Linked DNA regions of Zea mays: regions 1 and 2 are each linked to region 3. Evidence: chromatin contacts called from public Hi-C data. All regions are on one chromosome and are shown on one strand. The core of a region is the stretch at or near the end of the contact, and the rest is flanking DNA. Distances in the headings are between cores, read along the strand shown. Region 1 holds the start of LOC100281098 (kelch motif family protein). Region 2 holds the start of LOC100284142. Region 3 holds the start of LOC107548105.

Region 1 (3,636 bases), core at 1,104-3,603, 250 kb before region 3:
TCTGTATCCCTACACACTCTCCACCAGCAACATAAAGGCAGTTGTTTATGACACAAGAACCAAAGAAGTGCCGTTTTTGCAGCATATCTGGAGCTCGTAGCCATTTGTTTATCCGAGCATTGTAAAATACAACGCGCCTCATAGATCCATGTACTGGGTCTTTGCCGCCAAATAAGTACAGATAGCATCCGTTGAGAACAGCACTACCAAAACCAACAGCTTCAGAATACTCTGGTGGAACTGGAGGCAATGACTTCCAGAGCTGGTTTACAGGATCAAACGCATACCAAGATAGCTTCTGATCACGGTCCCTTTTGAAGACATAGATCCATTCTTCTGCCATGCCGAATTTCTTACGCAAGGAGTAATAATAATTTCCAGACAAAAGTCGGTTCCATCGTTTACAGACTAACCGCATATTTGGGTGTTCGATCCGAGCAGCCCGCATGAGACAGGAAATAGCCAGTTCATCAGGAAGCCCAGGCAGCAGTGGTGATTGAGTTTTGGATCTCTCCTTGCGTGAGCTCCTTGACTTGCGCTTGTTTGGTATGATATCAGGTTGCATGCACAGCTTTGCACCGGGGACAAACTTCCTAGCACTTACAACGGTTTTAAGACCTCCATCTACCCTGCAGTGGCAGGAGACAGACTCTACCTGCAGTTATTGATTTACCAAGTTAGAACGCTAATATTCACCTGAACATGGAAAAAGGAGATAAAAATAAAAAAACCATACTTTTAGCTGGGCATGAAATTACCAATGAAACAAATTCTTGTCCACCTACTAGTAAGATGTTATGCAGATGAGATTCAGACAGTTAGTGCTAGAAAACTAACCATGCTTGAAACTATCTATCTTGGGAGTTTCAACATACAAAATCGAGGGAACAGATCATTCAGCAGTGAGTATTTCAAAATCTGGGATTTGATTCAGGGGGTTCAGCTTCAGTTCCGGACCATAGTTATTAAAGCGTTAAGGCGAGCACCTAAGGCCTAGTAGGCCCATTTCAGCCTAGTAGAAGAGAAAACATATGAAAAGGAAAAAAGAAAAATAAAGAAGCCCACAACTAATTGGCCCACCACAGCCCAACAATTTTAGGGTTAGGTCATACCTCCCTCAGCCTCCATCTAGATAGCCACTGCAACTTCCCTCTCAGCCGTACGATCCCCTCAGCCACCTGGTTCTCCTTCTCCTTCCCCCCCCAGCTCTCCTTCTCCCTCCCCACATCTCTCTTCTCCCTGCGTGCCGCCACCGCCGCGACTTGCGAGTCCATATAATTGTTACCATTTATAATTTCAATCGTATATGAAATGTCTTCTGTCCTTAAAAACTCCATGTGAAGACATGATTCCTATTTCCTAAAGAAGGGCAGACCTAGTGTAGTGGTGAGAGCTGTCTCATTGCATCAGATCACAGATTCAAAGCAATATCTTCGCAATTTATGAGAGAAGGTTTGCCTCGGTTTATCCCTTCTGCAGACCTCCGGCATTGGGTCTGCCACTTTTTTATAGACATCATTTTTAACTAAAGATTTAAGACCTGTGGCTCATGAGCAGTCTAGAGTATAGATAGGGCAATGAGACTATCTTAGCTAGTAGCTAGAAATTTTCTAAGTTCAGTCCGTTGTTACTAAACTGAGGACGACTTCGTGGCAAGTGGGGCCAATATAAAATGCAGTAGATGTTATAGTGATACTCATTTGGTTCCTTAACAATAAAGTGGCATATCCACGCCGCAGCTAACAATACTCAAGGCAAAAACAGTAAGGAAACTAACCGCTAGAAGATGCGTTCCATGGACAACTGGATCTAGACTCCCAAACCAAGCCCTAAAGGACCCAAACCGAGACATCCAAGTTCCAACAATCCCCAAAGCTCGTAATCCTCCAAGCCTTACGCACAAGAACGCCAGATTCAAGAAGAAAGGTCTAGGCCTCAAGTGAAAGGTGGCGCGTTTGGCACAGGAACCACCATCTGTGAGCTAACCTACATCTCTCGCAGCTAGGAGGCGCGCGTGCTAATCGAGGCCAAGAAAGGTGGGAGTGGAGCCGAGCTCACCAGTGGGACACGGACGCGGATACCCCCCGCACGCCGCGGCGGGGCGTCTCCGGCGGCCGCACGCATTGCGGATCGAGAAGAGTGGACGAGGAACACCCTCGAACTTGGCCTTCCTCTTCAGTCTCCACGAAGGTTTCCCCCTCTTGAACCAAAACCCAACGAGCAAAGAGGAGCGCAACCGCACAGGTGGCTCCCCTTCAAACGAGCAGTAGCTTTGACTCGAAAATCAGTCTCAGATGCGTTCTCCCCAGATCAGGCGACTAGGCACTAGGGATTGGTTTGCAGTCGCAAGCTCAATTTGGTCGGCAGACCGCAGATGAACTTCACCTCCGACTCGTGGGCCCGTTACCGGAGTCCTCTCGGCACAAGATGTGACTGAAAGATGGCCCCATGAAAGACGGGACCACCAAGTCAGTGACCCATTCTAACTCACGACACAACGCCCTGACAGGTGGGGTCCTGTGGGCCCCGGGTGACCTTCATCTTTCGGTCCTCGCTCCACGTTGCCCACAATGATCTGGCCCACTGACAGCGTGGACCCATACACCGACCAACTCCGAACCACTTGCCACGGCGCACGCGGCATGGAGCGAGCGGGCCCATATGTGGAGCAGGGAGGCCCACCTGGCGAGCGGGCTTCCCGATCAATCTCTCCAGCCTCTTTCTCGGATCCCCCCTCCCCGATTTCCTTCCCCACTCTGTCAGTCTAGTGCCCCGCGCGCGCTCTCTCGCCGCCTCGCCGCCGGCGACGAGCTTGAGCTCGAGCTCGAGCTGGTTTCTCGTATCGAAGACGCGGCCGCGGTATGGATCCCATGAACGTAGACAACGGCGGCTGCGGCGGCCTTGACGCGCAGATCGAGCAGCTGATGCAGTGCCGCCCGCTCGCCGAGCAGGAGGTGAGATCCAGTCCAGCTATACCCCCGTTCCATTCGGGTTTCCAGTTCGCTGGTTTGTATTTCGCGGTGTGATCTGCCGAATGATAAGACTGCCTTTGATCTGTTGCAAGGGCACGCTTAGGGTTTCTCGCCTTCTCTTCGGTGCACTGTTTGGTTGGAAGTGTGATCCGGTGTTCCGGTGGTTTGGGGGATATTTGAACCTCTTTTGGTATCTGGTGATTCGTTGGCATAGAGTGATGGTCTAGTGTGTAGTTTGTGCCTAGAGAGTGCAGCTTCGAATCATTCCGAATGTTGTGATTCAGATTTGATTCGTGTTAATAGATCTCCTTTTGTTCTCGCAGAAAAGTAGCACAAAAATGGAAAGCTGCATCTATTGTGATCTTCCAATTTAATCAAACTCAGACAAATATTTAGGGTGTGATAGTACAAACACTTATTTGCTCTGTTTTCAAGTCGTCCAACTAATCACGATTAATCGTTCAAGTCGGTTTGGACCCAAACCAATCGCGATTAATCGCCCAAGTTGTGCGACTAATAGTGATTAATCACGATTAAATGATTAATCATCCAAATCGGCCAGCCAGACTTGAAAACAATGCTTATTTGGTGGTTGCGTGCTATGTTTCCGCTTGGCCAAAAGAAGGGATACTTGGTGCATAGATGTGCAGGACTAACATTATTG
Region 2 (3,663 bases), core at 471-2,970, 220 kb before region 3:
ATCTAGTTGTTGATGATTTATTGTATACTCACATAGTCACGTTAGTTTGTACATGCACACCTTTTAAGTTTACTTTTATTTATTGTCATTTTATTACTTACATGAACTAATGGTTGCTGCTCTTGTTCCCCATTGGCTATAATCTGATGTCTTTGACGTTTCTTCATGCAATTGTCTTTTGTTAATTTGATGCTTTCCATTGAAAATAACTTATAAATTAAAATAGGGAGAGTATTTTTTTGTTGATTCATATTAGGTTTAGTTCATCATTCCTCTTCCTTCTTCAATTTATGCTTTTATTTGTTTGACATTATGGTTCATAGACCTAGTTTAGTAAGGACGAATCCAGCGTGGAGGCTAGGGATGCTACAACACCCTTACCTCCTTGCACTGTTATCGATTATTTAGTTCGTTGTTTGTTGTTGGTCCCAAATTCTTTTGGACGATAGCTACACTTAAAAAGGGTATGATATGTGACAATTTCAATAATGTTGCACTTTTCTGTAATAATACAAGTGCTATATGTATTGCTAAAACTAGGTGAGAGAGACATGAGATTATAGTCATCAGAGAACAAGAATAGCAATCATTAACTCATGTGAGTAATGAAATGATAAAATGTATAGAATTAAACTTATGTGTACATGTACAAACTAACGTAACTCCATAAGTGTACTATAGCTCATGAATATGACAGTGCGAGAATCAAAAAATAGTGTACATAATTTTTTTTCTAATAATGGTGCTTTATAGTGTAGATATATTAACTTAAACTTAGATTATTATTTTGTAAAATAAATCATCTATATATTGGTGCCCTAAGCTAACTAAGAAAGAAAATGTTTCTTGTCTTCTTTTTCCGTTGATACGGTTTCCGTTGATGCGGGTTGATACGGTGGTGGGCTGGTTTCCGTTAATGCGGGTTGATGCGGTGGGTCTGACCTAACGTACTATACAGATTTGCTTGCAACTTGTGAAACGGTTAATAATGAGAGATAAAAATGGAATCATATATAGAGCGGCACGGAAGATCGATGGGGGTACCTTGCTGTGCGGGTGATGGTCATATAGTAGCGTCGGCGGCGAGAACACCGTATAATTGTTCTCCAGCAGCATGTGAGGCGACCTGAAGACGTCATCTTCGTCTTCCTCGACGTCGTAGTAGTCCCCTCCGTGCGGCGCGGCCTTACTGCCAGGGCTGTGGCTTGCGACGATGGTTTCCGACGAAACGTCCGCGACCCTGGCCCTGGGGCTCAGACCCTGTGCGGCAGCGCCGGAGTCAAGGTCGCCGGGGCTGTACTTGGAGGGATCGGCGTGTTGGCCGGTGAGCTCCTGCACGAGGGCGCGGAAACCCTCGGCGCTGGTCTGGACGCGCATGGGGTTGGCGATGTAAAGCACCTTGATCGGCTTCTTGCCGCCGCCGCCGTTCTTGTGCTTCGATGACGACGCGCCGCCGCTCCCTCTCCCTGGAGCATTGCCCCTGGGGCTGAGCTCGCGATCCATCGCTCAGCTCAGCTCAGCTCAGCTCAGCTCGAGAATCTACGATCCCGGGGGAATGGGACGAGAAGCGCACGGCGAGCGGGGGCGAGAGCTACGGCAAATTCTGGCCGACTCCGGTCATGTGATGATAAACGGGTGCTCAGGAACGCCTGGGGGATTTTTAGCTGGGCGGCGGAGGCTTGGCGCTGGCATCGTAGTCGGCAAGTCGTGGCCGAGTAATGGCCGGGATGGAGAATGGGGCGGCAGGCATCAATGTGCGAAGGGTGGGGTCTACAGCCTACGTCATCTGTTTGTCTTCATGTGACGTCACATAAATAAAATACCTTAATGCATTAGCCACCGCCCGCCATGGCTTACCCGCTCTCGCTTACCCGAACGCGACCGGCCGACTGGTGGAGCCCGCGGCTGGCGGGAACCAGCCAACCAGACTTGGGGTAACGTCCGCTTCACGTGGAGGTTAGATGAAAGCCGCGGTTGCTAATATATGTATATATATATTTTTTATTTATTGTTATAAATATCATATTGCTTCTATATCTCTCGAACACAATTTTATACTCTTTCGTATCGTAAGTCGTACAGGTTAGGACATACAATTTTTTTATATTTATCGACATATAAGGATAAGAAATTGTATATGACATGAAAGTAAGCATCGGAAACGACGCGTACGGCGTATCTGTATCTATGTGGCTTCGTGGCGCCTTGTGAGTGGTGCTTTTTGTGGAGCGGAGCGGCGATAGAGGGCATTGGATACTCTCGCGGCTGGCCCCGATGATGTCCTCCCTCCTCTTGCCGCTGCTCGCCCGCCGCATCCTCCCCATTGCTCGCAGTCGCAGGCTCCTAAGCACCGGATATTCTCGACGCCGGCCGGCGCCCTGTATGTTGAAGAAGCTCGCGACGTTGGCGAAGTACGTTGACACCGAAGGTGCTCTCGAGGAAGCGGAGGGGGCCGGGGCCGGAGCCGGAGCCGAAGCCGGACCCACGGATGAGGAGGGAGCATCGCCACCGGAGGATTAAGACACACCGACAGCATCGTTGACTTTGGGCGCGCGTCTTCCCGCGGTGGCGGGACACCGTCGGCATGGTTGACTCTGGCCGGGCGTCGGCGAAGTCCCAAATCCCAAGCTATACCGGCGTCGTCTTCCATGGCCGAACATATAGATGGCCAAAAAGCACGAGGCCCGTAAGCCCGACACGAAGCCCGGTTTTTGGGCCCGGTTTTTGGGCCCGTAACTCCGGTTTTTGGGCTCTTCCATGGCACGATGGCACAGCAGACCCGGCCCGGTTTTTGGCCGGGCTTCACCGGGCCCGGGCCGGGCCGGGCCGGGCGGCCCGTTTGGCCATCTCTAGCCGAACATAGGACACTAGACACGACCAACTTTTTTTACACTCTTTTTAAAGAAATATTGATATTTAGATTTATGAGAGTACCCTAGACACGACAAACTTTTTTTAAACTCTTTTTAAAGAAATATTGATATTTAGATTTATGAGATTTTAATTTTGTTTCTAGATCTGGAGTGGACACTGAATAATACGTCTTTATGTTGTGGACCATGTCGTCGAGGTCTTGTCGTGTCAATGTGACATCCTACATGACGGCTTGCGTGTGGCGCCTATATGGGCTAATCAAATGCGCATAATGCTTCAAATGATTAAAAGACAAGACAAGTTATGGTGCAAACAAGTAGTGTTTGACCATCTAACTAACCTAGAACTCCTATTCGATAAAAAATAAACTAGGTTGTATGTTGGTGATATTACTAAAAAATGCTTCTGAGTGTTCATGTCAAGTGTAAGCATTTTTTCATGTTACTACTTTGACCGAAGTACAACTTTGATTTCATGTTACTACAATGTTCAGCAAAAAAATAATGTTGTACTTAGAGGTATATTTGTTGTTTCTGGGCCAATACGGATTTTTTTTTGTAGTTTTTAAGTATTTCGCATATCTCATCGGGTTACACAAGAGAGTTTATTTTGGAATCTTTTAGCTCTCTTTAACAAAAAAATGGATACAAAATTGCCCTCAAATGTTCACATCTATATACTACCAAAATTCCATTGAAGTAGTATGAGTGCATGGCTTCATCTGCGCATACCCGACTTCTCGAATTTACTCCATAACTTTATAGGGCTATCAGTCAGTATTGATATTTA
Region 3 (3,645 bases), core at 369-2,868:
CCTATATACAACAACAAGGGCTCCACTTGCCAAGTTGATCGGGATAAGCGTAAACAAAAGCATCCAATCTGAGATAATGATGAACTGAGGCCCGGAGGCCTGAGTGATGAAACCAACCAACAAACATTCAGACATCTCACACTGATCTGATGAAGCTCTTTATAAAAAGAGCAGCCCACAGACAGAGATATTCTTATTCTAGCACCATGTGATGGATGCAAAAAATAAAGGCAGCCTAATCTCACGCCACCTACTGCCGCTAATGTAGGTCAAACAAAGCCAGTTAGGACCTGGGACTCTCCTGCAGAGCTCAAATGAGAGCAGAGCAATGAGCCGTCAGGCAATCATGACATCAACAGTGTGGCATGCGCTGCAGATCCCAAGATAACAACTGTGCAGTGCAGAGGCCATGCACATCCAAGCGCTTTTTTGCTTAACAAAGATTCTTCATCGCGTTCGCATTCGCATCGAGTTGTTTTAAGGGATCTTCTACTCTTCTTTTCTCTCTCCCTCTCTCTCTCATGGACTGCAAAGCGAAAGGGCGTGCGCAAAAGCAGGAGGCTATTCGATGGATTGGCATGCGAAAGCAGAGGGAAAGCTAGCAATGGCGCAAGTGGAGCCCGCCTGTCATAGGCACAGCAGCAGCAGCAGTAACGCTGTGCATGCGAGGCATGCCATGGCGATCGGCAAAGCGACGAGGCGGCGGGGGTGAAAAAGGCGCACGGATGGGGGGAAAACAAAGGAACATGGCATCACGATGCAAAAACAAACAAGTGGCAGTGAGAGTGGGGGGGAGCGGGCGTGCCAACCTGGAGCGCGCGTCGGAGCGGGCGGGAGCCGCCGCGCGCGGCGTGGGCGCCGAGCCAGGGCGTGCGGCGCCAGGCGACGCGGCCGTCGCTGCCCGCGGCGACGCTCTGCCCGGCCACGGACATCTCGACGAGCCACATGCTGGGCGCGAGCTGCCACAGCACGAAGCTCCCCTCGTGGCCGCGCCCGCCGCCTCCCCCACCGCCGGGCTCCTGCAGCATGGAGAGGCGCACCCGGCCGGACGCGTACATGCTCTTGACGGCGCCGTCCTCCAGCTTCCCGCACCCCGTCGTGGCCCTGAACTGCTCGATGATGTACTGCGCCGACGACGCGACCTGCACGTACGGCGTGCCGTCATTCTAAGCGAAGCAAACGCCCGCATATATGGTGGGGTGCGGGAGGGACCCGGAGGAGGAAGGTTTTAGAGTGTTGGCGCGGCGGCTGCGGCTGCGGCTGCGGCGCGCGCACGTACGTACGTGGCGTGGAAGGCGCGGGAGGAGGGGCACGGGGGAGAGCGGGCAGGCGAGCACGGAGAGGAGCACGCGCAGGTCGGCGGCCGGTCGGGCGTCGTCCCCTGCCACGCCACCGGAGAGGAGGCGCGCCCACCGGTGCAGCGCCGCGTGGAGGCCCGAGCGCCGGCGCGCCGCGTCCTCCTCCCCGCAGCCGGGCTCCTCCGCCAGCGGCTCCAGCGCCACCCTCGACTTCATCTCGCTACGGCCGGCCTGCGTGTAGCTTCCGAGTCAGGCTGCCGTGCCGTGCCGCGCGTGTTTGTTGCTGCTGCTCGAGGCAGCTCAGCTGTTGCTTCTTCTCGTTATAACTAAGCGGAGGGGCGGAGGAGGACACGGACGCGCACGCAGACGGAGACGTAGACGCAGCTCGGCAGCCCGCCTCGATGGAGGACGTACGAGTCGCCTAACGGTAGGCTTGACTGACACGCGGGGCCCCCACGCCGGTAGGGTCCGCGTCTCAGTGGGAGGCTGGGAGCGCTCGGCCGTGGCGCGCGTGTGGAGTGCCGCGAAAGGCAGGGGCAGCGTGTAAGCGTCCAAGGGAAGGGAGGAAGGAAACGAAACGGGCGTGGAGAGGTTGGGGGAGCGGTCAAAATCTCGCGCGCTCACGCACGCCGGTGGACCGGTGGTGGTGGCGTTGTTGGTGGCGGCGTGCGTGGCAGCTGAGCTGAGCTCAGCGACCGCCGGGCGCCCAGCTAACCCTGCATCGTTACGTTCCATCGACGAATCACTGCTGCAGCTGAGGACGCCTGAGCCTGTGCCGCCTGACGAAATTCTTACCAGCAGAACTGAACCGCGCGTTCGCTGTGCTGTGGAAGTTGTTCCGCTCCGCTCCGTTCCAAGCAGAACGTTCCGTCAGACTGTGAGCGCTTACATAACATTTGCGGTGGTGGAGTAGCGCGCACGTTTGATCTGAGGCCGAGGTTAGCGGGGGGAGCTTTCCGTTCTGGGGACAGGGGGGAATTCGGTTCCGTTGACGTGGCCGTCTCGTCTCGCTCGGCCCCTGGGCCTCGATGGGAACGGGCCATGGCCCATGGCCATGTTCTTGCATGGCGCCTCGCGCCAGTCGATGGGTACGTGCAGTTGCCGTTAGCCGGCGGCCGCAAGCATCGGTGGTGGGGCGAGGCGCTTTCGGCTGCACCGGCGGCGGCGGCGGGACGCGACGGCGACTCGGCAACCCGTGCAAGCAAACGCAAACGCACGCGGGGGGGAACTGATCGGTCGGACTCGGATCCTTGGCACTCTGCTGAAGTGCTGAGACGCATTTGATGGGGCGGCCGCTGCAACGACGCAGCGACGGCGACGCGGCAACAAACCGGCAGACGAGACGGCTTCCTCTGGGCTTTGCCTTGCCTTCTTCATCAATGCTAGCTAGGCTGCGATCCAAGCCTCTAGGGTGATTGATCTCTGTGTGATTTTTTTTCCCAGTTCCTTGTGCCTTTTTTGGTAGCAGTACTCCGTATGAATGGTCCGCATCTCTGAATAAAAAATAATTTTAACTTGTGTTTATGTATACCAATCCGTTCCTGTCACTGTCAGAATCAGAGACAAGAACTGATGAAAACATGTCTGTCATGTTCAGCGGGGCATTGAATGATCCTGTGCGGCGTGTGGGGGGTCTCTCCTCTCCCTACCTCGCTGACGAGTCATATCTCTCGCTTTAAATCCCGCTGCCTCCTCCGCCTGAGCCCCCCGATGATTTCCCTGAATTCCAGCCAGCAATGACAAGTGTACGAATTCAGGCCGACGTACTCCGCTGTTTTACAGGAGCGGGGGGGCCATTGCTCCAGGCCTGAGATGATGGTCGCGCGTTTTATTGCTGGCCGATCAGGTGCCGCCCATTGCCCAGGCCAGGCAGCAGAATTTATTCAATTACTTGCAGCATCGTTGTTCTTGGCACTGACCATTTGAATGTGGGCTGATAGCAGGTCAATATTCGTAGAGAAAAAGAAAACTATACTTTCCCGTGTCTGTTGGCGACCAGATTCAGCTATTACCCAAAATGATGGACTCGTAAGTATATTTGATTAAGATCCTAATGTAGGGGTCCCGTGATAGACCTGCTTCAGACTCACTCCTGCTGGCTGCTATACGGCAGCTGCTACTACAAGGGAATGGACGTTGTATTCAGCTACTTGCATTGTGCACCAAGCAAGTCGGTAGTGGACGCAGAATATCAGCTTCCGCGTTACTGTCAGAATGATGACGCCGGTAGCTGCTGCTGCTGCCGCGATCAACCACTGAAGTGACATGAGGACATCGCAATAGCCAATGGGCACGGCGTGCCTGCTCCTAGGAGGCGGCCGGCGACGTCGATCGGCCGGGCCACCAT

The links. A called contact is a pair of places that touch in the nucleus more often than the background predicts.
Region 1: a Hi-C map of leaf shows a contact between it and region 3, with 8 times the contacts expected there. The contact joins the promoter of LOC100281098 here to the promoter of LOC107548105 in region 3. A contact is called at or near these places in 10 of 25 Hi-C or Micro-C datasets (bundle sheath, ear, endosperm and 4 more) and 1 of 3 datasets of contacts at active chromatin or transcription factors (leaf).
Region 2: a contact with region 3 is called in a Hi-C map of ear, with 2.3 times the contacts expected there. The contact joins the promoter of LOC100284142 here to the promoter of LOC107548105 in region 3. A contact is called at or near these places in 8 of 25 Hi-C or Micro-C datasets (ear, leaf, leaf mesophyll and 3 more) and 1 of 3 datasets of contacts at active chromatin or transcription factors (leaf).

Annotation. Positions count from the first base shown.
Region 1 is chr1:14,505,776-14,509,411 of Zm-B73-REFERENCE-NAM-5.0, reverse strand. LOC100281098 (kelch motif family protein) reads right to left here and starts at 2,353. Exons shown (of 2, transcript NM_001154017.2): 1 at 2,059-2,353; 2 at 1-655. The coding sequence starts at 2,124. LOC100282834 (PP2Ac-5 - Phosphatase 2A isoform 5 belonging to family 2) reads left to right here and starts at 2,735. Exons shown (of 11, transcript NM_001155740.1): 1 at 2,735-2,954. The coding sequence starts at 2,862.
Region 2 is chr1:14,478,506-14,482,168 of Zm-B73-REFERENCE-NAM-5.0, reverse strand. It overlaps LOC100284142, which reads right to left and starts at 1,720. Exons shown (of 3, transcript NM_001370615.1): 1 at 1,045-1,720. The coding sequence starts at 1,503.
Region 3 is chr1:14,254,241-14,257,885 of Zm-B73-REFERENCE-NAM-5.0, reverse strand. LOC107548105 reads right to left here and starts at 1,618. Exons shown (of 3, transcript NM_001323023.1): 1 at 1,284-1,618; 2 at 810-1,142. The coding sequence starts at 1,514.